Regions from separate parts of the Mus musculus genome. Here all the other regions are linked to region 1. A link is a contact called in public HiChIP or PLAC-seq and promoter capture Hi-C data. All regions are on one chromosome and are shown on one strand. Each heading gives the region's core, a stretch centred on a gene start, on an enhancer-like site or on the middle of the called end of the contact. The rest is flanking DNA. Distances are from core to core; before and after follow the strand shown. Region 1 holds the start of Impa1 (inositol (myo)-1(or 4)-monophosphatase 1). Region 2 overlaps Gm41997 (a long non-coding RNA gene). Region 3 holds the start of C030034L19Rik (RIKEN cDNA C030034L19 gene). Region 4 overlaps Zfp704 (zinc finger protein 704). Region 5 overlaps Zfp704 (zinc finger protein 704). Region 6 overlaps Zfp704 (zinc finger protein 704). Region 7 overlaps Zfp704 (zinc finger protein 704).

What was found. Promoter capture Hi-C pulls out the DNA fragments that hold promoters and counts their contacts. HiChIP or PLAC-seq counts read pairs in DNA pulled down with a chosen protein or histone mark. Capture Hi-C pulls out chosen DNA fragments and counts their contacts.
Region 2: a contact with region 1 is called in a promoter capture Hi-C map of pre-B cells, with 3 times the contacts expected there. The contact joins the enhancer-like site here to the promoter of Impa1 in region 1. A contact is called at or near these places in 3 of 39 promoter capture datasets (HPC-7-derived erythroid cells, frontonasal cranial neural crest and pre-B cells), 2 of 115 datasets of contacts at active chromatin or transcription factors (bone marrow-derived macrophages and embryonic stem cells) and 3 of 9 other capture datasets (adipose tissue, liver and macrophages).
Region 3: a contact with region 1 is called in a promoter capture Hi-C map of liver, with 5 times the contacts expected there. The contact joins the promoter of C030034L19Rik here to the promoter of Impa1 in region 1. A contact is called at or near these places in 6 of 39 promoter capture datasets (the C10 cell line, the HPC-7 cell line, liver and 3 more), 4 of 115 datasets of contacts at active chromatin or transcription factors (T-cell acute lymphoblastic leukemia, bone marrow-derived macrophages and large pre-B cells) and 3 of 9 other capture datasets (adipose tissue, liver and macrophages).
Region 4: a contact with region 1 is called in an H3K4me3 HiChIP or PLAC-seq map of bone marrow-derived macrophages, with 3 times the contacts expected there. The contact joins the enhancer-like site here to the promoter of Impa1 in region 1. A contact is called at or near these places in 3 of 39 promoter capture datasets (HPC-7-derived erythroid cells, cranial neural crest and embryonic stem cells), 1 of 115 datasets of contacts at active chromatin or transcription factors (bone marrow-derived macrophages) and 2 of 9 other capture datasets (liver and macrophages).
Region 5: a contact with region 1 is called in an H3K4me3 HiChIP or PLAC-seq map of bone marrow-derived macrophages, with 6 times the contacts expected there. The contact joins the enhancer-like site here to the promoter of Impa1 in region 1. A contact is called at or near these places in 4 of 39 promoter capture datasets (the C10 cell line, the HPC-7 cell line, embryonic stem cells and 1 more), 2 of 115 datasets of contacts at active chromatin or transcription factors (bone marrow-derived macrophages and stem cell-derived neural progenitor cells) and 1 of 9 other capture datasets (liver).
Region 6: a contact with region 1 is called in a promoter capture Hi-C map of the HPC-7 cell line, with 6 times the contacts expected there. The contact joins the enhancer-like site here to the promoter of Impa1 in region 1. A contact is called at or near these places in 7 of 39 promoter capture datasets (the HPC-7 cell line, embryonic stem cells, hematopoietic stem and progenitor cells and 2 more), 2 of 115 datasets of contacts at active chromatin or transcription factors (bone marrow-derived macrophages and embryonic stem cells) and 2 of 9 other capture datasets (embryonic stem cells and liver).
Region 7: a contact with region 1 is called in a promoter capture Hi-C map of liver, with 2.6 times the contacts expected there. The contact joins the enhancer-like site here to the promoter of Impa1 in region 1. A contact is called at or near these places in 5 of 39 promoter capture datasets (embryonic stem cells, hippocampal neurons and liver) and 1 of 9 other capture datasets (adipose tissue).

The regions. Positions count from the first base shown.
Region 1 is chr3:10,329,918-10,333,309 of GRCm38.p6, forward strand. It overlaps Impa1 (inositol (myo)-1(or 4)-monophosphatase 1), which reads right to left and starts at 1,522. Exons shown (of 9, transcript NM_018864.6): 1 at 1,405-1,522. Slc10a5 (solute carrier family 10 (sodium/bile acid cotransporter family), member 5) reads right to left here. Exons shown (of 1, transcript NM_001010834.2): 1 at 1,817-3,392.
Region 2 is chr3:9,338,030-9,341,421 of GRCm38.p6, forward strand. Gm41997 (a long non-coding RNA gene) reads right to left here. Exons shown (of 3, transcript XR_878675.1): 2 at 2,466-2,568. Among named protein-coding and RNA genes, the nearest start is that of Gm41997, 4.1 kb to the right of the region's middle. Within about 2 kb of position 1,837, at least 24 of the 459 cell types and tissues checked have an H3K27ac peak or open chromatin away from gene starts, as enhancers often do. A contact at or near this core is called in pre-B cells, where this site is marked.
Region 3 is chr3:9,401,497-9,404,888 of GRCm38.p6, forward strand. C030034L19Rik (RIKEN cDNA C030034L19 gene) reads left to right here and starts at 1,524. Exons shown (of 4, transcript NR_160691.1): 1 at 1,524-1,743; 2 at 3,322-3,392.
Region 4 is chr3:9,437,865-9,441,256 of GRCm38.p6, forward strand. It overlaps Zfp704 (zinc finger protein 704), which reads right to left. Exons shown (of 9, transcript NM_133218.2): 8 at 1,921-2,018; 9 at 1-1,034. The coding sequence ends at 923. Among named protein-coding and RNA genes, the nearest start is that of C030034L19Rik, 37 kb to the left of the region's middle. Within about 2 kb of position 1,802, at least 10 of the 459 cell types and tissues checked have an H3K27ac peak or open chromatin away from gene starts, as enhancers often do. A contact at or near this core is called in bone marrow-derived macrophages, where this site is marked.
Region 5 is chr3:9,463,953-9,467,344 of GRCm38.p6, forward strand. All of the region lies in intron 4 of Zfp704 (zinc finger protein 704), which reads right to left. Among named protein-coding and RNA genes, the nearest start is that of C030034L19Rik, 63 kb to the left of the region's middle. Within about 2 kb of position 1,704, at least 22 of the 459 cell types and tissues checked have an H3K27ac peak or open chromatin away from gene starts, as enhancers often do. A contact at or near this core is called in the HPC-7 cell line and bone marrow-derived macrophages, where this site is marked.
Region 6 is chr3:9,490,401-9,493,792 of GRCm38.p6, forward strand. The region is part of intron 2 of Zfp704 (zinc finger protein 704); the gene reads right to left. Among named protein-coding and RNA genes, the nearest start is that of C030034L19Rik, 89 kb to the left of the region's middle. Within about 2 kb of position 1,906, at least 24 of the 459 cell types and tissues checked have an H3K27ac peak or open chromatin away from gene starts, as enhancers often do. A contact at or near this core is called in the HPC-7 cell line, bone marrow-derived macrophages and embryonic stem cells, where this site is marked.
Region 7 is chr3:9,537,134-9,540,525 of GRCm38.p6, forward strand. The region is part of intron 2 of Zfp704 (zinc finger protein 704); the gene reads right to left. Among named protein-coding and RNA genes, the nearest start is that of Zfp704, 71 kb to the right of the region's middle. Within about 2 kb of position 1,573, at least 15 of the 459 cell types and tissues checked have an H3K27ac peak or open chromatin away from gene starts, as enhancers often do. A contact at or near this core is called in embryonic stem cells and liver, where this site is marked.

The DNA.
Region 1 (3,392 bases), core at 272-2,771:
ACTAACACTAACGTGGGCCCCTAGCCCAGGGAAGCATGGAAGTGCTCATGCCCAGGAAAGGTGGCCGCTCTGCCTGCTTCCCAGGACAAGTCACACCCTGTGCTTCCCCTGTAAGAGCGTCAGGTACACGGAGAAGCGCAGGGACACAGAGCAGACAGACACAACCAGATGCTGCTGGCTACGGCTTCACCTTCCTTCTTATTGATATAAGGTGGGCTTCAAGCTTTGAGCATCCTCGCTTAGTCTTCAGAATGCTGGTGGGATTACAGACATTTGCCCTCACGCCTAAGCGCCTTTTCCTGTGATCCAAGCGTCCAAGCAAGCATATAAAAGGCGCTTTGAGTTATAGAATAAACTCCTTACAGCTCTTCAAGAATGCTTTCCAAACTTGGTCACACTTGTTCTTACTGCTCTCTTCTATTCTGTCACAACTGGACATTCTTGGGCTGGGCTTGCCTCCTCACCACTTGCTTCCTCAAGCCACTCACACTTTACCTTGTGACAACATGAACAGAACACCTCCTGACTCCCCAGGACTGTTTCAAAAGCCATCCATCGAATCTTCAACCCAACAGATATCAAGCAATAGACAGTTGCAGAAAAACTGCTGTTGCTATGCAACATTTGGTCATTTATAATGCATGCTACATCTTCTTAATCAGTTCTAATATTCCTTGAGGAAAGGAGGCTGATAAATAAAAATTTCTGAGGTGCCCTAAAATGTAGAGGTCCAGAAGAGGGAAGACACAAGGGAAGTTAATTAGGTAACAGTTCTCTGGGGTTTGTTCTGGCTTTGTGGAGCATGGTGGGGGGCAAGAATAGAGACTTTAAAAGCCTGTGCCTTGAAATTCAATTATAGCGTTAGCTCATCAGAGGCACTTTTTTAGCTTTGTTGCTGGTAGTTTACAAAATGTGCCCCAAGTCTTGGTCCATTTCCTAGCTGATATATATTAATGGCTCAATAAACCCTTTTATTTCAAAGACCTTTGCTTCAAGACTTGTTTTCACGGGGGTCATATTCTATCACCCTCACTTTGGGAACAAAATCATACAGACTTAAAATTGTTTCTATCCTATACAGGCCCCGCTCCCGACGCAGGACATCACCGGACCTGGTCTTGTTCACCCCTAATCCTGTAAATTCGTGAGCCAGGGAACTTGCCGTGTAGAGCCCTGAGGGCTTGGGCAGAGCCGGGCTCATTCTGCGACACAGAACCTCAGAGATCGAGGACCGCCTGGCGAACCCGCTCGGCTGTTTCCGGAGCGCTACGGAGAGCACCGCCGGGAGGAGGGCCCGGCAGGCGCCCCGGCCCAGCATGGGGAGAGCTTGTCTGCAGCCCGCACAACCCCCCGCCTCGGCCACCGAATAACGCTGCACGGAAGCCAGGGACAGAACCGACTCACCTCGCGCGAGCGCACCGCGATCGATGCTCAACCGCCGGCGTCCGAGGGCTCGGTTCTTCGGCTCTTCCGGAGGTAACGGGGATTGCTCCGACAGGAAGTCCCGCCCCATTAAAACCCCGCCTTCACGTCTTCGCTCAGACTGGAGGTGTAAGCCGGGCCGAATTTGCCTTTGTAAGGGCTGGTCCGGTTGAAGTTACCGTGTTCTGGCATTCTCCTGCATACCCTTTCTTCTCTAAGAATCCCGTTTTCAAATCTCCACTTTTGTCTTTATTAGTTTATTTTTTTATTAGTTTATATCATATATGTTATATATTAGTGAAATTAAATATATATAATATATTATATATTATATATTAAATTATATATAAATTATATTAGTTAAATTTCTTTATTAGTTTATATTTTCCCATTTCCCATTCTGCTCTTCGGCTACAGCTAAATTGGAGTTGTGACTGTCATTGGGCACTCTCATTTGTTAAACCTGTAAGCCTAAAGGAGATTTTTATTTTTATTTTTTGCACCAACTCTCTTCTCCATAATTCACTTAGATACAGGTTGTTTGTTGTGGACTTGACGGCGGCAGGCAGTTGCTCTCCGCACCTGCAGCCCTCAATACTAAGGACCATAGGCTTTGTAAATACTATACAAGCACCCTGTCTTTGAGCCGCTTTCAAAGGCGTCGATTTTTAGCAGTGTTCCATTATGTAGCATAGGTTGGCTTCTGAAGTCTTTGAGCATCCTGCCTCCACTTTCGGGCTACAGGCACCTGCCACCACACCAGACAGCACTTGTGCTCTTACGTGCTTAAACATAAGTGTTAGAACGGTTTCATGAAGAGTCCCTGCACAATACAGATGAGGAAAACAAAGCTTGGAGAAGTCAGGGGATTTGTCCCAAACTCACACAACAAGAGCATAGCACCCTGACTCCAAAATCCGCAGAGAATCTTCATGGCTCAACCACTTGCTCTGGATGACCAACAAAGGCTAGTTTATGGTTCTTAAAATGTTTCCTCACGTGGAACAGTACCATGGTAAGTATGTTACTTTTAAGTGGAACTCTATCCAGATGACCTACCCACAAGATGACCACAATGCCCTGGCATAATTACTTGTGAAGTGATTGGTTCTCAGGAATCAAAACAAGAAATTATCAACAACATGTAACATGTCTCAGAGATGAGTGGCAGGGACAGCAAATCGGATTGATAAACCCACAAAGACAAAATGAGTCTACTCTTCTGAAGCCTGCTGCCTTAAGACACTGATGTGGGTGTCTATCACATACTCATGGTTTTTTGCTCTTCCACAAAAGACCTTCAAGAGCTTGGTTTTGGGGTCCTCTATTATCAGTTGTTTGAAAATAAAAATCTTATCAAATGCATGCTGTATGAGTGAAAGAGCCTCCCCTGACATTGCAAAGCAGGACAGATGAGGGACCAGGTATCAGATGTCTTTACATTAAATGATCGCTAGCTTCCTCCATCAGATGAGCAGGACTCCATGGGGCTCATTGCAGCCTCTGCTGCTTCTTCCTTGCTACAGTCAGGTAACTCAGCACAATCCATTCTCCTGCCAAGTGCCTGCTGAAAGCCAAGCGCACAAAGGAGTCTGATGTTCTGATTCCGTTATAGCAGCACTGACTGCAGGCTGGTGTCACACAATACAGAACCCTGTTGCTGAGTGTGTGGAGGTGGCTCTGATGTCTATAGAGACCTCCATACATGACAAGAAGAAAACTCTAAGCACACACAAACATGTACACTCACATGACTGCACACACACACACACACACACACACATACACTGGGGTGGGAGGGGTTCTGTTCTAGTCACTTAAGCAAATGCTAAAACTTATGTGGTGTCCCAAAGTTCACTGGAGAATTATTGACTGAGATTAAAATGGTGGAGTCTCCATAAGCCAGGTGAGCTACTCAGGAGTAGAGTCTATCTCCATGTTATTCAATATGGTTTCATGATTGATGGAAC
Region 2 (3,392 bases), core at 587-3,086, 990 kb before region 1:
GTTACTCGCCTATTCAACTCTAGTCTCTTTCGATGCCATTTTTTGTATTATCTATCAACTAAAACACTGTTCTCTGTCTTTGATCACTGTATTATTTATTATATAATAAATATATTTCATGTTTAAAAAGAAAGACTAAAAGCAATATTTGAAAAATAAGGCTTGTGCTACTTCAGATAAATATGTACAATTTTATGTGTTAAGTAAATGAGAAGAAATTAGAAGACTTTGAAAAGATCTTATTTTATTTTAATTTTGTGTATGTGTTTGTTTTTTTATGTGGGTATGCGAATGTAAGTGGATGGAGGATATGATTCTGACAACCAAACTCTAGTCTCTGGGAGAGTATTCATACATATGTGTTTATGTATATGGTATATATGTATAGTCTATTTGTTTTTATTTTATGTGCACTGGTGTTTTGTCTGCCTGCATGAGCCGGTGCCAGGTCTGCTGAGACTGGAGTTATAGACAGTTATGAGCTGCCCTGTGGGGCTGGGAATTGAACCCTGGTCCTTTGGAAGAGCAGTCCATGTTCTTAACCATTGAGCTATCTCTCCAGCCCCTGGAAAAATATTCTTACTAAGCCATCCCTTCATCCCCTAAAAGACTTTTTTAAAAGAGGAATTTCATGAGACACAGAAGGGAGTTACCTGGCTATGTACTAAAAATGTAAAACTGAGTTCAATTTTCATAAATAACAATCTGTGGTTGAGACCACTTTATGGCCCTTAGGTAGTGGTAACAAGACTATTCTCTCAAAAGTCTTCCAGGAGACTGGACATATTGCTCAGTGGTTAAGAGCACTAGATGATCTTTCTGAAGACTGAGGTTCAATTCCCAACACCTACATGGTGGCTCACCACCATCTATAATTACAATGCGTATGTGTTGGAAGGGGGGTGGGTGGTCTGCTACCCTCCTCTGTCACAGCCATACAGTGGTGCATAGACATACATCCAGGCAAAAGACCTACACATACATAAACTTTAAAAAAGAATAAAATAAAATAAAATAAAATAAAATAAAAAGGTCTTCAACAAAACTTTATGTGGTGATGGAGGCCCAGAGGGAGTCCACCGAGAAGTGGTTCAAATCCACATTGTTCCCATTCCTCCTTTCATTAGAATGCTACTCAGTGATTTCTCAGAGGGCCCCATTTCTGTGCTGTACAGCTCTCTCACCAGAGGAAAGCTCATTGTACCTTATGGTAGGCAGCAGCTTAACTTTCTGGTAAACCAGCCTCCTCAATGCAGATGGATTGAGACTGAGACCAAGCCTATCCATGAGGCCCAGGTCATCCAAAGCCACGCCTGCTTGAAACACCAGTTCTATGGTCTCATGCCAGACTATGCTATATGGAAGGTCCCCATGTGAGTGAGATCAAAACTGGGTTAGGACCCCACCCACCATGTTCGCTTCTTCAGCGCCTTCTTCCCGCTCGCACCTCCATGGGAGGCAGCCTACTGCATGGGGAGTGGTTGGGGATGTACGGACATGACGGAACCTGGACACGGAGTTCTGACTGTGTGTGACCCCAGGCCAGTCACTTTATATCACTGGTTGCGGTGGGGATTAGATAACCTCTAAAGTAATAGGAGAAACCACAGATGTTTCATAGAATCATGAAAGGGGGCTCATTGTCTCTTCTATTTTAAAAAGAATACACTATCCTTGATCGCATTTGAGCTAAGTCGCCTTCCTTCCTTCCTTCCTGCCCTTTCATGCAGCAGCGAGAAGATGGCAGGAAGGAGTCATGGGTGAGCAATGTCCTACCTCATAGCATGAGAAAAGGATTATCAGATTAGGGCTGAAGAGCATGGAGAATGCACCATGGATACATGAGTAACCACAAAGGGGAGGAAGTGAGTGTATTCTAGAGAATCTGGAAGTAAGGCTCTGCAGAGTTAAAACTGATGTGGTGAGCTGAGAGAGCCATTGGAGACAGCCCTACAAGGTCTACCAAAGCCTCAGGCGTGCCTCTCTCCCCCTGGGAAACTCCCCAGGCTATTGTAATCCCAGACTTCTGGAGGTTGACTCAGGAGGATTTGAGTTGAGGCTAGCCTGGGCTTTACAGCAAGTCGGGAGACCAGATTCATCCTCCTAGAGTCTCTGTCGAAAACAAACAGAACGAAACCAGTAGGGCCAGAGAGGTGGCTGAGGATCAAGGGTACCTTTTGCTTTTGCAGAAGTCCTGGGTTGGGTTCCAAGAACCCAAATGGCAGCTCACAACTGTCTTTAATTACTGTGTCAGGAGATCTGGGTTTTTTTCTGACTTCTTGGGTCATCAAGGGTGTACCACGTGGGTGCACAGACATACATGCAAGGTAAAACATTCATACACAGAAAATGAAAACAAATATGTAAAAATATTTTTAAAAATAAAATTAAAAAAACCAATCAACAAACCAACCAAATAAACAAACAATGTTGGAAGAGATGGCCATGTGGTTAAGAGAGCTTACTGTTCTTCCAAAGGACAGGAGTTAGCTTCCAGCACCACCTCATGGAACTCACGATCATCTGTAACTCCGTCCCTATGAGAGCCAAGCTCCTCTGGCCCCGAGCCTGTTCACATACAAACACACAAATAAATAATAAAATAAATATTTCTGGAAAAAATAGAAGTAAAACACGTGAAAATAGAGAGATCTAAATACTTCCCACTTTAAAGTATTTAAACTGTACATTTTATTGTTTTTCAGGGGTGGGGTTCCATGTTTAGAAATGAGATTTAAAGAAGGGTTGCCAGGTGAACAGTTAAGCAGCTTCCGGCTTCGTGGAGAGGAACCGGCAAAAAGCAGACTCAGAAGAGGAGAGGGGGTCTTCTCTGTGCCTGGCTTCTGCGCTGGGGTTGCGGTGTATTGCCCAGGGCAGCACCGCGCATGCCTGTGTTCCTGTATCCTCACAATAAATCTCCAGGTAAACATTGCAAAGCACCGTATAAAAATGGGCAGGAACAGTCTTGTCCAGCGCTGGGCTGAAGGCGAGATCGCTAAAGATAAAGCATGGTCTCAGTGTGGAAGGAGAGAGGGCCAGCTGGCTGGAGGCTTCTGTGGGTCTTTAACCACGCCCCTCCCCTCGCAGAGGCCCCGCCCTGGCTCACTTCCTCGGGAGGCCTCCTCTTCCCTGCCCTCTGATCCATAAAGAACTAGGTCAAGGGTCCCCAGATCAGAAAATTTCCCTAAATGGCGATTCTTCAATTAGCTGTTAACCAATTCCAATCAGCTGTTAATAGTATCAGAAAGAGTACCATCACTCTTTACTTCAAATTCAACCATTTGGTTGGCTAAGATTTTTTTTTCTAGTCCTTTCTCTTACTCTTAAACAATGGTCATCTTCTCAAGTAGATTACAACAAAACAAAGCGTACAGTTTGACGACACAGGGTGT
Region 3 (3,392 bases), core at 274-2,773, 930 kb before region 1:
CTCTCACGGTTTTGGTCTGTAAGTTGTCCCCGGTGATGTTTAAGTCTTGTTTGTTTTGTTTTGAGACAGGTAAGACAGGGTTTCTCCAGGTACTCCTGGCTGTCTTAGAACTCATCGTGTAGACAGGCTGGCATCTAGCTCTGCTCCACCTGCCTCTTCCTGGGATTAAAGGTATGCACCACTGCCTGGCCTGATGGGTAATCTTGACTGGACTAAAAGATGCCCCAGTAAAGCCTGCTTCTGGCTGTGTCTGCCACAGGGCCTGCTACACGGGACAATACATAAGTGAAGGCAGTGTCACCCTACAGGCTGCAGTCAGATAATCTGACCCTCCTCGTCTACCCCATCCTGCTGCCTTACCACAGGCCAGGAGGCAGTGGGGCCCAGGCTGAACCCTCTGAAATCATGCTACAAAGGAAATCTCTTGGGCTCTAAGTAGCTTTTCTCAGTCATTTGTCACAGCAGTGGGTGTCTAACTAAACGGCCCCGCTCCTTTCACTGTCCTTCTGGACCCTTGGACCGGTCAGTTCTTTATGATCTCATTACAAATGCCCGACATCTCAGGGAAGACAGGAGAGCAAGGCCTCCTCAGAGCACAGAGGGGTTGACACGGGTCCAGAACTTTTATACTGCAAGTCTCTGGTGGCTCCCCGCCATTTAAAAGCATGTGTAGTGTTTGGCTCTGAGTTATCTGGCTGTGACATCTGTCACCTCACTGATCGCAGGGTTGATTTGACTGATCTGGCTGGCTAGGCAGGGGTCTAGCCCTTCCCTTGCTGCTCCATGTTCACCTCTTCTGAAGCTGTGTGCTTGATAGCCTTCCCCAGCATAAGTCTGCTCTTCAAGGGTATACGAATAGCTGTGCTTGGCCCTCTCTGCTGGCTAGTTATTGTTGACTAACCCTCTCCACCAGAGTATCATGTCTGTGAAACATATTATCATTTCTATTGATATGGGAGGGCCTAGCGCACTGTGGGTGGTGCCATCCCTAGGCAGGAGGACCTGAGCTGTAAGAACTTTAGCAGAACAAGCCCAGGAGAGCAAGTCAGTAATGAGTACTCCTTTGTGGGTTTTGCTTCCGTCCTGCCTCCAGGCAGCCACCTTGAGTCCCTCTTGATGGAATATAAAACTGTAAGCTGAAACACTCGCCCCATCCACATGGGTTTAGTCAGGGTTTTATACCATCAGCGGAAAATCAAATAGAATAATCTCCAAACAAGTGCCCAACTGTGGATCAGTATAGTTGAAATTGCACATAGAAATCCTATGGAAAAATTGTATTTTTTACATTAAACTCTTTGGTTTAGCTTTTATAGCCTTGATTTGAGAAATCCTTTTGGTTTCCCAAAGATTCATGCATTTTATCACTTAGAACGTTTTGGAGCCTGGACTTGATTCAGTCAAACTCTCTTTGAGTCTTTGGCTGGTTTCCACAGTGGGCTATTACCATTTCCTGCTGCAGGAAGGCAGTGCCTTATGCTGGAACTAGATCACAGAAAACCTGCAATAGCCACTTCCTCCAGGCACTCGTGTGTCAGCAAAAGCTGAGTCCCCAGCAACCGCCTCCGAGCCTTCCCCTTTGTTTCCCTCAGTGATGCTAGGGTCTTGAAACTCAGCCCAGTACAATCATTGGTGTTTGAGCTGGCAACTGGGGGTCTAATTGCCAACTAAGATGGATATCTCTGGCTCTGGAGAAACAGCTGGGATAGGACATTGTTGCTTCTCTGCGGCAGGCAGCTCATGGTAAGTAGGCACTGTGGGCATGGGGCAGCTCGAGGTTCAGCAGGATCCTCAACGGCACCACGGCATTAAACAGAGGGACCCATCAGTTAATTCTAGGGGTTAATATGTAATTTCTCAGAAGTGAGATCCAAAGGTGGTTTTGCTCTGTTTTGCCTTTTAAGTTCCAGGCCTGTGGTTGGTTAGATACCATCATTAGAAGGATGCTCCGGGGCTGAACAAACAATGATGAGCAATTATCTGGGTCTGCAAAGCAGATGTGTTTAGGAGAGATTGGAGGCAAACTGTGTATAAACTCTGACAGTTATCCAATTGTCATGCTCTGGAGCTGGGGATAGAAGCTGTGCAAAAACTTGTGAGAATGACCATGATAACAAGGCAGGCAACATATGGTGGCTGGGCAGTGAGAAAGGAACTGGCTACCATGAAGTCTCATGGGTACTGACTTTAAGATGTACCAGGGATATGTCAGGAAAGGGGGAACAAAATGTGTTTCCTTCTTAAAGAAAACAAATGAAAGGACCTTGGCTTAGTATACTAGCCTGTTTGCCTGGAAACCTGATAGAAATAGATGTGAGCTGTGTTGCCAGGCAACAGGGCTTATAGAGAGAATGACCTATGACTGACTGGCCAGCCTCATAGGAACTGAGGGAGGCCATGAAGAAACATAACTGATATGATAACCCCGAGCTTTCTCAGTGCAGTGACTTGCCACTGGGCACTTCCCTGGATGAGGCCAGGGAGTTCTGGCTGTGGGATCCTAGTGGCAGGAGGAGTCTGATGCTACAGTCCTCACCCTTGACCTTTGACTTAGCTCTGAAAACGAGTCCTTGGTCTCTGGGACTCTTTCTGCTATTTCCTCTACATTGTCCAGGGGAGCTATCACTGGGCAAGGTGTCTTGGATTCTGAAAGATCTTTCTAGCTGAGACTAAGCCTGTTAAGAGTATATATGGTAAGAAGAAAAATACTGGGATTATTTCTCTATTGTAGGCAAGAGATCAAACAAACAAACCAACAAAAATGTGAAGATTTCTTTGTCCTTGTTAAAGACAGCAATATCCTGGTGTGATGTGATGACCCCACCAATAAGCCAACATATGCCCTTAGCATCCAGGACAGCCAGTGTCTGATGGTGTGTTATGCTTAGTCAAGAACTATTGGGAAGCTGATATCAATACTCAGTTACCTTATTTCAAGCCTCGTGTGAGTTATCCGGGCAGATACACATCAGTCTAACCCTTCCCTCAAGCAATCTGCATCTGCTTTGACGGAGACCCCTTAGGACTTTGTCATTTTGTAAGGGAGGGGAATGGTGAATGGATAGTTACTCTTAGAGTAGCAGAAGTAAGCCTTCTGTTGGGGGCCACTTTAGATAAAGTGTCCATTTGTTTTTCCACAAGCTCATGCCCGAATGCTCCAATCAGCTCATCTTCTGCCTACTCTGTAATTATCATCATCGCCATCACTTCCATTATCATCGTGGTCAATATTATCATAGTTTACAGTATTTTCTGGGAACTGTCATAAACACTTTATTTAGATAATCTTACTAAATTACCAAAATTGCCCCCATTCTGCAGATGCAAATGCCGAGTTTGGACCAATAGGATTCAAACCTTGGTGGCTGCCTCCAGCATGCACTCTTTGCACT
Region 4 (3,392 bases), core at 552-3,051, 890 kb before region 1:
GAAGCAAACCTGCAGGCCAGTCTGGAGTTTTCTACCTGGGCGGGGTTGGAGAGCAGAATGCTAACCCAGAGTCCTGGCTATGGTCTTGGCAGAACCAAGCAGGACACACTATCCAGGCTGCAGTGTGTGTGATATCCCTGAAAGCAGCATCAAGGTTTACCAGATTGCTACTAGCGCCAGCTCTCGTCTGAGCCATGGCAGGCAGAGACTTAGTGGTGCCACCACTCACATGGGATCCAAGGACGATTTTCAGATGCTTTCTGCAGTGCCTCTTGGTGTCCTGACCTCAGGTGATGGCTGAGGTGACTCGCACTCACTGTCAATCACTTTTGGCCTTATGTAAGTTACTCAGGGCCTCCAAGCTAACATCTTTACAATGGTTCCACTTGGGGTCCTTCTTGAAAACAAAACAGACATAGAAAAACTCTTTTTTGAAATACATCATGATCAGACTGATCCAAGGAGTCGCACGGAAAAACAGAGAGATGCCTATTCACAAGGTAGGTACTATCCTTTATACAAATGCTACCTCAGACTGTGTAGCTTATGGGTATATTGTGTAGCTTATGGGCATATTGTTTTCAGTGTCAAAAACCCTCGAAAATGCCAGAGTTCAGAAAGCTTATCAAAATGTGCCTTCTCTCTAGGTGAAATGGGCCTGGTTGGCTAAGCTGCTACAGAAGACCAGCTTTAAGACCAGACTGAGAGCTAAGGAAGCGGGCTTTTCCTTCGAAGGAAGGTCCTCCTTGGCGCTCTCGCCTGGTTCTCAGAGCAGTGCAGTGCTGATTTTTTGCTGTGTTTTTGTTTTTGTTTTTGTTTTTGTTTTGCTTTAATTCCACCAAGGAATTATATTCCTGGGATTCCAGGCAGGGCCTTCCCTGGGCCTTGAGTAGCTTCCTTTGGAAGGAGAGGCAGGAATGGCTCAGTCAATGAACCGCTGGCAGGCCTTCTTCCAGCGGCAGGCGGTGCACCACATGTCCCTGTTTTCCATCCCATAAACCTTGCGGCACTTTTTGCCTTCTCCTCTGGGCTTCCTGTAAGAAAGACGGCACACAGACAGCCTTAGGGACAGGAACGGGGCGGCCTTCTGGGGAGAGTTGCAAAGAATAAGGGGGAACAGAAGACAAAAAGCCCAGCATGGAGTAGGACTTCCCGTAGGGCTGGGGACTTCTCTGGCCACTGTGATTACACTGTTTCTAAATCCCATTCATGGAAATGTTTCCTTGGCCATGGTGTAAGCGTAAGGGGTAGACACAAGAGGTGGGGACTGTGGAGGGGGACCTGGGGCAGCCCTGCTCACCAAGCACGAGGAGGACATTTGGAACCTATATGGAGCTTGATGTGATAGCGCGTGCATGCAATTGCCTGTAATCCCAGTGTTTATAGAGCAAGGTGAGAGATGCTGACAGAGATCCCTGCAAGCTCTTGGACCAGCTTGACTGCAGTGGGTGAGTGAGACACCCCACCAAGACAAACCCCACATATGCACCATATGCATCTTCTGTCTCCACCCCCTAGTACCCTGCCTACTACAAAACAAGCAAACACACAAACAACAACAAATATACACAAAACACATAACATCAGAGAACAACAGTGCTCTTCCAAATTTTCAGTGTCTTTCCAGTGTTCAGAATTCTGGCTGAGGCTTCCTAGGAGACTCTCCTAGATGTAGACTAAAACTAACTAACTGTTCCTATCATAGAGAAGTTAATCGAGGACAGTGAGTACAGCTCTCCAGCCTACACACTACAAGTGCCCTTAACTAGTTACTGGTTAGGAAACCACGGGAAGGGAGGGAAGCGCGCTCATGGCCTGGGAAGACATTTTACAGTGGGTCATATTTCCTTCCCTTTTGCTAGTTCTCCATTTCTTAGGAAATAAATCCCTTTGAGGTGAAGTAGCATCAAGCGGTCATACCTTAGGGTGACTGTCCCTCTGGGCGGGGAGGACAGGGCTGTGTGGGCGTGCTGTCTCTGCTCTCCTGAGCCTGCTGTGGGATGATGTGGAGGAGACACCTGGGAAACAAGGACAGGCAGGTTGACGGACAGATCCTCCCCCTTCCCTTGCGTGTTTCCCAAAGCAGAAAGGTTTTGTTCTCAACTGCAGAGTAAAATGAACGTCAGGGTTAAACTGCCAAGGTTAGGAACTCTGGGATTGCAGCTGGTACGAGACAGCTATGCTGACCTGATAACTGCTCTTTAACTCACCTCAGAGCCCAGAGAGTGGGGGAGTGCTGCCAACATTTCTCTCATTGTCATTATCTTCCAAACTCCCACAGAAAAGCCCATTATCTCTAAGCAAACAACGGCCTTTCCAGCTCCAAGTTCCAAACACTTCCACAGTCATACTCTGAAAACCAATATGGCCAGGTCTACTCCAGCCACAGCCCACTGTCTTGTGCCACCTCTGTGTGGGCTCAGGGACAGAACTCAGTCTTATCAACTGTTTACCCATGGAGCCATCTCACTGGCCTGCTCTCTACATTCTAGTTTTTGTCTTGTATCTCAAACGTGTCCAAAAGTCTACCTTGAAGTCAACTTTACTAAATATAAAGTACACTTTGTATCACTACGGATAGTACCATATGCTATTATTTATAAATAAATACAATTATTATGCTATGTGCCCACACCATGCTTACTCAGTACGTATGACTTCCAGTGAGTTTAAAGGACTCTAACTTGTAGTTTTTCCATCATGGCTAATCTGTTCAGATAGTGAGTCACATGAGGTATCTGGAACACATGTTTTTACATAGGAAGATTTGACTTTGTCGTTTCCCACTCTGACAGCAGGAACAGTGGGCATCCTGCAACACGAGCTGACTGCCAGCTGCTGTGCTGAGCAGTACAACTCTACAGGGCTGTTTTGGAATGGAAGCAATTGCTTAAGAAAGGTCGTATGAGTGCCTCGAGGTCAGAGTTGATGGGTGCTATAGCACAGGATTCGGATTTGCAATGCACTTCTATATATGTTCTAGAGAATGTTCCTTGTGATCTCCTGTCATATGGACTAGGAACGATTTTTGACTGAAGGAATCTTTCAGTAGCATTTTAGACCCTGCTTCTAGGCAATGAAAAAATAAAACCCCAGCATCTTCAGAGTTATTGTTCTTGTGGTCAAGACAGAGTATATGACAGCATGGCTCACAGGAGATGTTTATCCTGGTTCACAGTTCAAGGAAATGTTCTCTACTATGGTGGGAGAGGGTATGGTAGGAGCTGGGGTACAGCCTGATCAACTTTTGAGTTTGCAAAGCAGCTCAGGCTGGAAGCAGACATGAACTCTGAGACACAACCACAGCAACCCACTTCCTCCAGCTAGACCCCACCTCCTATTTTTTTTTCCTATGTGGTGGAGGTGGGTCTTGAACTCTTGATCTTTCTGTC
Region 5 (3,392 bases), core at 454-2,953, 870 kb before region 1:
TGAATGAATTCAAATATGCCAAGCACAGATTAGGTAAAGCCACCCATGTGTACAGCTTGGTCCCGAGCAGTGCTGAGTAAATTCAAAGGGTGTGGCTCAGCTGGTAATGCTTGCTAGCAGGTACCAAGGGGCCGTGGGCTCCATCTCCAGCATTGTATAAACACATAGGCACACTTGGGAGGTAGACAAAGTCAGTCAAGGCCATCCTCGGCTCCACAGTGAGCTCGAGGCTAGCTTGGTCTTGAAGTAAGGCTGTCTTAAAAACGACGAACAATCAAGACGTCCCTGTGCACAGCATACACACAATGCAGTCTCCTGTGGCTGAATCCCCACCACACGCTGACATTCTGACAGTGGCCCGTTGCTCTGTGCATTGGTAGCTTTTCTCTTTTTTGGTAGTGTGGTATTCTACTATGAATACACCAGTCTCCTTTTTCACATGCCCGCTGGCAGACATCTGCGTTGCTTCCGGTTGGGGTGATAATAAATAAAGCGGCAATGAACCTTTGTCTAGGAGTCTTTTTGTGGACACGCATTTTCTTTTCTCTTAGGTAAATACAGATGCAACAGTAGAGTTCCTGGGTCGTATGCTTAGCACATATTTAACTTGTAGGAAATTGCCAAACTAGTTTTCAAAGTAGTTATACCACATTTTGCATTTCTACTGGCAATGCGAGTGAGCATTCATTCCTGTTGCCAGAACTTAGGACCTTGTACGAACCCTGCATCCTTCCACTTCCCCTCAGCCAGTCCCACCATGGCCGGCACTGCAGTGATAGGAATTTACTATAGAGGTAAACGTGTGGCCTGAGGGTTCCTGAGTTAATAAGAATCCCTAGTCAATTATTTTCTTAATCCATGGATTCTAGAAGTGCATTTTGTCCTGTTGACTCCTAGGTGAGATTGGATGGTTAGGACGACTGTAGATGCTGTCTGAGTTCCTCGGTGCTCCAGCACCCTCAACCTAGGGACCACATGGCTGGCCCACCCTGGACTCTGGGAGCCCAGGGCTCTGATCTGTGCTCTTCCTCTCCTGGTTAACTGCTTGCTGCTCTTCCTGATGATGTGTCATTCCAGAGAAACACACACGGATGAAAAGATGGAAGAGCCATGAATGCTGCTAATGCTTGCTGTGCTGTGCTGTGCCTTGGATGCTGGGCAGGTGGGGGGCTAGGGAACCCTAGGTATGGAAACAAGAGAACACTTGCCTCCATCCTGATACGTATTGATCCGTCAGTGCCGAGTGGCTCAGGGTGGTGAGCCTCTCCATCACCCAGTGTACCTTTGGGGTTGGTGTGCTCACGCACTATCCTCATTGGGACCGCTTCTGCACAGCACTCCCTTGGGAGACCTTCCTGCTCCTGAGAAGCAGATTCGGAATGAACGCTGTAGAGTTCACGATGCAGGTGGGCACCACTGTTGCAGGATATGTAACCACACTGTGGACCCCGAGATTGTGTTATTTATTGGAAAAACTTATTTCCAGTTGTGGTGTAGCTCAGCCCTAACACACACTTTTAATCCAGGAACTTTTTGCTTGAATACTGTAAACAAGATTTAAGTAAAATCAACCATAGGTCAAGAGGCATTTGACAGGGAGCGAATATGTGATTATTAACAAAAAGACATAGTAAGAGGGAGTCAGGAGGACCTGATAGGCAGATGCACAGGAAGTAGAAGGGAGGGACATTCGGTTTTGGGAGGTCCACTAAGGAGGAAGGTCAGTTGGTGCTTTCTCTGCCTGTCTGAGCTAGCAGGCTTTAACTCCAGCATCTGCAGCATCTGGCTCCCAAGTTTTCATTGGTAAAATTGAACAATTGGGATTTTGTTTAAAACAACACATCATACTTATGAGTTTTGTAGATCTGTGTGTTTTGGGGGATAAGTATAAGCCCAAAGATAAAAAATGCAGAGTGCAGCAAATGCTTAACTCGTGGTTGAAGACCACACAGCTACCGAAACTCCTGTGTTAGCTTACAGCTTCCTGTTTTGATTCAAGCTCCCCTCCAACCAACCCCCAGTAAAACTGTCCATGGTCACCACACCTACGAACCAAGGGAAAGTGATGAAAACCAGGTTTATAAGCGCCTCTGGGGTACTGTTGCTGGTCCAGTAGACAGACTCCTGAGTCAGGTTTCCTGTGTATTCCCAATTTCTGCCAGAGCTACCCAAACTCACAACATTGCAGCGAGTTTTCTCACATTAACCCCAAAAGTGCACTGGGTGACTGAGGGGTTCACAGTCACCGTGAGCCATTCAGCACTGATCTATCAATACAGGATCAGGCCCATGGCATCTTGTCTCTATGCCTAGGGTTCCTAAGCTCCCAACCCACTCAGCATCCAAGGGCGAAAGCACACACAGCACAGCACACACAGCACAGCAGTGACACACCCCAACTTCAGAATACACAGAACATCACACCTAGATATGACAGAACCAGGAATCTGACTTTCCAGAAGGTCTTGTGGAATTGGTAGTTAACTTTTACCCTTCTACAGAATTGGTTTTCTCTGGAGAGTACCATAGTGCCCATACTTTGGGTCATTGCATCACCTCGTGGTCATGACAGGAACTGCATCTTCTCAGAGTCCCAGTCACATTCCATAGTAGTTCGGAAACAATCTATTTGAAACCAGAGGAAACTCCTTTCATGGGTATTTTGTTCCCTATTCTAAGGAGGAATGAAGTATCCACCTATTGGTCTTCCCTCTTCTTGATTTTCTTGTGTTTTGCAAATTGTATCTTGGGTGTTCTATGTTTCTGGGCTAATATCCACTTATCAGTGAGTGCATATCTAATGACTTCCTTTGTGATTGGGTTACCTCACTAAAGTTTGGAGCTAAGACAAAAGGATGGACTATCCAGAGACTACCCCATCCGGGGATCTATCCCATAATCAGCCACCAAACCCCACACACTATTGCATATGCCAGAAAGATTTTGAGGAAGGGACCCTGATATAGCTGTCTCGTATGCCAGTACCTGGCAAATATAGAAGTGGATGCTCACAGTCATCTATAATATGGAACACAGGGCCCCCAATGGAGAAGCTAGAGAAAGCACCCAAGGAGCTGAAGGGGTCTGCAACCCTATAGGTGGAACAACAATATGAACTAACCAGTAACCCCCGGAGCTCTTGACTCTAGCTGCATATGTATCAGAAAATGGCCTAGTCGGCCATCACTGGAAAGAGAGGCCCCTTGGTCTTGCAAACTTTATATGCCCCAGTACAGGGGAACGACAGGGCCAAGAAGTGGGAGTGGGTGGGTAGGGGAGCAGGGCAGGGGTAGGGGTAGGGAACTTTCGGAATAGCATTTGAAATGTATATAAAGAAAATATCTAATAAAGAAAAAGAAAGAAAGAAACCAGAGGAAAAAAGTCTGCTAGAT
Region 6 (3,392 bases), core at 656-3,155, 840 kb before region 1:
AGATAATCTGTGATCAGCTTCTGACGTGTAACACAGTGTTTCTGGTGTTCACTGTGCTGAAGCAAGTACCTCACTTGTATTATGGACATACAGAGCTGCACCATATGCAAGCCACATTTTATTTGCCCACTTATGAGTTGGTGGGGAGCATCTGAGCTATGTCTACTTGTACTTTATGAACATGTAGAAATTTGTGTGGGGGCAAATGTAAGTCGAACTGCTGGGACACACAGTAATTCTGAGTTCAACTACTGCCCACAGCAGCTGTACCTCTTACCAACTGCCCAGTCCCGCACCCCGTCTTTCCAACGTTTGTTAGGGTCCATCTTTTGAGTCACACCATCATTCCTCCATCAGTCACAGCTCTGACCTGATGACTAACGATGCTGAGCGTCTTCACAGCAGTCCCATTTCTGATTGCTTATCTTTAACAGAAAAGTTACTCAAGTCCTTTGCTCATTCCTTAAAATTACATTGTTTTTTAATTAATAAGTCGTAAATATTCTGGATGTTATACATACTCTTTGTGTCTTTATTTTCTTTATTTTCTTGGTAGTGTCCTTTTCTGCATTGAATTTTAAGCTTTAATAAAGTAAAGTTTCAGTTGTCTTCCCATTGTTGCTTAAGCTTCTAAGACCATATTTAAGAGACCACAAGTAAATCCAAGGTCATTAAATTTACTCCCCTTTTGCTCTAAGAGCTGGATAGTTTTATCCTTTACATTTCGGCATTTGATATATTTTGAGTTACATCCATGTACAGTTCCATACAGGAGACCTTGTTCATTTGTTTATAGCTCTCCAACGGCCTGCACAGCACCTGTTAAGGGACAGTTCCTTGTTGAAATGAACTGTGACAGGGGACCCATTCCTAGTAACAATTTAGACATTTGCTTTCTGAGCTGTTGACTCGTGCTGAGTTTGTTTGGTCCCCCTAGGTCCCTTAAGTGACTCACAGGTGTCACTGTTAAACAGGTTTCCATCCATTCTGCCCTTGTACAGATGGTAATTGCGGCAGAATTTCGTCTGGTCATTTCGGAAGGTGTAAAGTACAGAAGTGTTTATTTAGTACAGCATTCCAAGACTCCATCATCTGTATTCTCGGTTACTACAATCAGTCACAGGATACAAGTCAACTTTGTATCAGACTATGGAAGTAGAAACTGGTGAATTAGGTCACATGCCTGCCATTGTGAGGCAGACATAGAGATGACAGATAATACAGAAGTCAAGCCATGGGCAAGATGATTTCAAACTGCCAGGCATCAGGAGTCCCGTTAAAGTACCATTCCCATAACATGTCTTCATGGATTTATGTCTTCACCATCGCCTTAGATAAGGGCCATGTCTACATATCGCTGTGTAAGATTTACTTCAGTGAGGCCTGTACTCCAGGCGCCCTCCTTAAATCTGATACTGACAGCAAGGAGGTCACTCCTTTAGTCCTGCTGAGAGGGATGTACTCTGTGATGTCTGTGGGTCTCACCCAATAGCTGTCTGGTTCTGGGGCTTTAGGGAAAGGCATGAAGTAGCAGTCTGCATAAAAATGTTCCCCATAGACTCACATATTTGAATGCTTAGTCATCAGGGTGTGGCATTATTTAGAAGGATTAGGAAGTGTGGCCTTGTTGGAGGAAGAGTGTCATTAGGGAAGTGGCTTTAGGTTTCAGAAGCCCAAGCCAGGCATGGTGACTCTCTCTTTCTCTCTTGCAGTCTGTGGATCATGATGTAGAACTCTCAGCTACCATCTGCCATGATGAAAATGGACGAACATTGTGAAACTGTAAGCCAGGCCCAATGAAATGCTTTTCTTTATAAGAGTTGCTGTGGTCACGTCTCTACACGGCAACAAAACACAGGCTAAGACACATGACAAACTCCAACTGACCATTTGTTACACTAATGAGGCCTGCTGCCAGTCAAAGGCAGCACAAATAGGGCTCAATGAGTCATTCTTTTAAAAGAATACCAGTAGCAGGGTGAGCCTGGAGGAGTTATGGATAAATATGAACATAACACAATGTGCAAAATTCTCTAAGACTCAGATAAGAACACAGGTTAAAAAGAGGACCGCCTAACGTTGCTGTGACTTTCCCCCATGTAACTAATGCTAGCTGCTGGAGTGTGGGACACTGTCAGAGCATGGGACCACATCTCAGAGTGTGGGACCACAGTGTTCAAGAGCAGCCAGTTATATCCAGCTTGTTCCCTCTTTAAGAATCAATGTCTGCAGAATGTTCGATCAGCCAGATGAGGTAAATGTTTGATTATTTGAATGTTCCAGAAGAAAATTCTTTCCTTGAACCTGTATCACCCAAGAAGAAAACACATTTATGTGGACGAGAACAGTCCTGTCTCTAGAGCCCAAACCAGTGGCTGACATGGGGATCCAATAAGAGTTTGGGTAATGAACAGGCAAATGGATGCAAATTCCACACTCTCTACAACCTTATTTCTCTTATAGGATGTGTGTGTGTGTGTGTGTGTGTGTGTGTGTGTGAGAGAGAGAGAGAGAGAGAGAGAGAGAGAGAGAGAGAGAAGGGGGGAGATAGATAGGCAGACAGACAGACAGAGGCAGAGAGACAGAGTGTGAGTTATCCAGAAGGCATGATATCCTGAGGTACCAAGCTGAGGTTTTTGTGGTTGTTGTTTGATCTTGCTGTAATTCTTTCATTCTCAATAAGTCACTGACTAAGGCTCTCAGGTAACATTAATAAGTGCTATGACTTTGGGGTACCTCTGCACAAACCTGATTCACAGCTGCCCTAAGGAGCCCCTCTAGCCAGCTCACTGCGTGTCCACTGAGCTTTTCCTAACTTCACATATTCACATGTGGAGTAGTCTTCAAAAAACCCATTCCTCCAAAACTTTAAGTTTTCCTTGTGATCATTACATTCCACCTGATTGACAGATTCTCTTGTGAGTGCACTGGCAGCACACTGGCCCACTTTAGGTTATGGCGGGACGTGGCGGAGAAGGGGGAGCGTGCCTGGACTCTGGGATTTCAGTATAAATATTTTGCTCAACAACAACAAAAATCTATTATAATTGCCTTTCTATTCTGCTAGTTGCCTCCCACAGAAGTCAGGCTTAATATTCATCAGCTGAACGGATTCCACAGAAACAATAGTGATTTCTAAAATGAAAAGAATAATGGATGAACACTGGTTTTATTTCATGGCTGTAAAAATCAAAACTCTGACTCACCAAATTAAATTACTCATTAAGATCTAAGTGAAACAACTGTACTCTGCATTCAGGTACTGAGGCTGCCAGACAGAGATGAGGTGATGTTGCAAAGAGATCATTCGATCCCTGTGCCACCCCACTGGGCAGAAGCAGCAGATATAGCTAGGATCACTCGTTTTTAAGAGAGAAGCCATGCGTATGGAG
Region 7 (3,392 bases), core at 323-2,822, 790 kb before region 1:
TCTCGTCCTGAGCTCTGCTCACTGACTCTTTCAGGATACGTAGACCCGATGACTTGAAAGCTCACATAACATGTGACTTCCCTCCATGAAGCCTAGGATCACATGTTTTGAAAGATGCATTCCAAATCATCTTTAGAAACACTGGCTTAGCATCCCAAGGGTACCCACCTCCTCAGCTGCTCCATCCTGAGCCTTACGGAACTGCGCACATGCTTTCATCATGGCAAGCCATCTATGTGTTCAGAAACGCCAACCCCACAGCAGCACTTGTTAGAACACAAGTCACAGGAAATGATCCTTCATAAGGCATTTATCACAGGGTAAATCTCCTGGGTAAATACTACTATCATCCGGCAGGAGCACTGGTCTGCTCCCCTTAATGGGCTTCAGAAAGTCTGCACTCAGTGGTGACCTCAGGTAGGTGACTCTTTGGCTGTAGCTAACTTGTATGACAGTAAGCAGTAAATATAGAGCCAGTTCATAATCATCAATTCATTGCTTGATGAAAAGGAATATAATCAAAACCAACAAAACTGGATTGCTAACAATACCGACATCCATGAGAAAGGTTGGTTGATTTACATCCATGCTTACTGGTGACTTAAGTATTGGAACTTCTAAATACAGTATCGGAACAGAAAAATTCTTTGTGGCCACTTTGTGGTCTCAGGTTTGAAATAAATAAATACAGTATAGGTAGTTACAAGTTAGTATAGTAAATACACACATTTACTTAGTGTCACTTAAAGTCCTGGGGTTGGATTTAGAGGCTCTTAATCTGACACTGTCTCTCTCAGTCCCTGACTTACAGATGTCGGGCACTTGGAGCCAGAATAATGCATTCAGAGACAGAAGAGTATGCAGAAAGCACAGAGACTCACACACAACACAAAGAAGCATCAGAGGTCTCATGGGAAGGTCATTGTTAAACCAGCTCTGACAAGTATGTATGCGTCAGGAGACTGCACTCGTAGGAGCAGGAAATGAAGATGTAGGCACAGCCTGTCTTCCAGAAGGAAGGGTGGTGTTTGCAGGCTCAGGCGGACGGCCAGAGCTGTAAGGACACATACAGCAGTGTGGCCAGAGGGACGAAGAGGGGCTGGAAATGACAGTGTGGAGGCGACATTACTGCAGAGAGCACAATTCCTGACATAGACACACACTCTAAAGCTTCCCAAGTGGGAAACCATCATAAATGTGTAAATAAGGGATTTTCATGGCAGAATGAAACCAAAATGGCACAAGCGGGCCTAGAGATGGAGACAGAGAATCCTTACAACTTGGAACTAGGCGGGTTATTGGGATAAAGATTAATGGCATTAGTTTCAAGCTGAATGGTGGCCCCAAAGCTATGGGCACATCCTAATCCCCACACCTGTAATAACCTTATTTGGAAAAGGGTTTCTGCTGTTGTAACTCTTAAGCTTCTTGAGGAAGTCATCTTGGATTATTAACCTAGTGAGAAGCATCCTTAAAGAGGTATAAGAGGCATGGGGCTACAGTATGTTGCTGAGACAGAGTCAGAGTGCTGGAGGCATGCCTGGGCAGGAAGGTAAACAGCCCTGGAGGACTTTGGACTCCTGATTTCAGAATTGTAGAAGAACAAATCCCTGTTTATCCTGACAGTATTTCATATTATGTTAACAGTGGGCCAAAGAAACTAATGTGGCCTTCTCCCCACAATATGCAGAACAGAGCTTAGAATCTGACCAACCATACAGTGGGTAGACAAGTTACTACATGTACGAGTTAAGAGGCAAGCAGGTGGCGGGGACATATAGAGCAGCTTTGCCTTTCACAGGTCCTTGGGTCACCAAGGTGGATCCTTAGTGCGCATCTGGGTGTGAGTTTCAAGAGTCTGCGTATTCTTGAAGCATAGTTTCAAAGATTCTGACAGTACCATCTGGCTTAGATTTTTTCAAAACCTACTCTAATTGGATTCTTAAACACTTTAACTTCCCTTCTAGCCCACCGACCAAAGGTAGGGGAGAAAGATGGTTAATAGGACAAGGTGGGGTGTAGACATGTTTAGAAATAGTTCTTTGGGGCAATTCTAATCTTCATCGTCAGAATATCAACAGCCCAGTTTAAAATATTAACATGAATCAGTAGCCCTGGCTTGTTCCAGAAGAAACCACAAGGCTCCACCGAATTAGCATGTGTCCACGGAAGCGGCAAGAAGCAAACAGAATACAAGAAGTTCTCTGCCTTGTTTTTCTCCATAGAGTCACGACAAAGACCAGTGAAGACCAGCTTGCAAGAGCATCATTAGGAGAGATCAGCCAAGCTTAGCAAGGCAAATCAACCATTGAGTGTTTGTTGTCAGCCAACGGCAACAATGAAGAAGACCAACGGCAACCAATACAAGAGCATCCCCTCACGGTGGGGTCACTCTTCCTAAACATCGCACGCCCTCAAGTGTCTGTTTCAGCAAAGTGTTACATGCTGTCTCCCAAGACAGCTTCCAGAAAACTACCATGTGTCTGCTCTCAGCAAAAAATCCTCTCCTGACAGTTTCCAGAAAACCATCAGGGGCTGGAGAGATGGCTCAGCAGTTAAGAGCAGTGACTGCTCTTCTAGAGGTCCTGAGTTCAAATCCCAGCAACCACATGGTGGCTCACAACCATCCATAATGAGATCTGATGCCCTCTTCTAGTGTGTCTGAAGACAGCTACAGTGTACTTACATATAATAATAAATAAATCTTAAAAGAAAAGAAAAAAAAATCACATGACACAACTGAGTCTCCAAAGAAACTAGAAATGTGTACTTTAGGGTAGGGTTCAGGAACCCAGGGGTGCCCACACATGCTTCAGTAGGTGATGCTCCAACAGGCCAGCTCTTTCTCTAAAAACTTAGGCAGGAAGTATTTCTTAGGGCTACTGGCCTTGACACCACAGGAAGGGAAAGGCTTGGTTTCAATGGCATTTTATTGACACACTCTAAAATTTGAATTTCATATATTTTTCATATACCAGTAGTAGTCATCTTTTGTTGATTCTTACCCCCCTGCCCCCTCCCAGGCTTTCAACAATTAAGAGAGCTAAGCATGGTGATAATCATCTTTAATCTCATCAGTCAGGAGGAAGAGGCAGGGAATCTCTCTAAATTCAAGGCCAGCCTGGCCTACACTGAGAGTTCCAGGCCAGCCAGGGCTATATCTACATAGTGAGACTGTCTCAAAGCCAAACACAAACAATTTAGAAAATAGGGGATAAAGCCAGCTTTGGGCCACAGGCCAGTTTGTCAACTTGAGATGCTGCTTACAAATCACAGCTTCCAATGGAGAAGTAGGCTTTTTTTACACCAGTGGTGTGTATGAGCCAGCAGAAGAAAGAGTAAGAAGGAAGCAAGCAGCTGAGGCTCAGGATAACCTCCAGCGCACCTGCCCA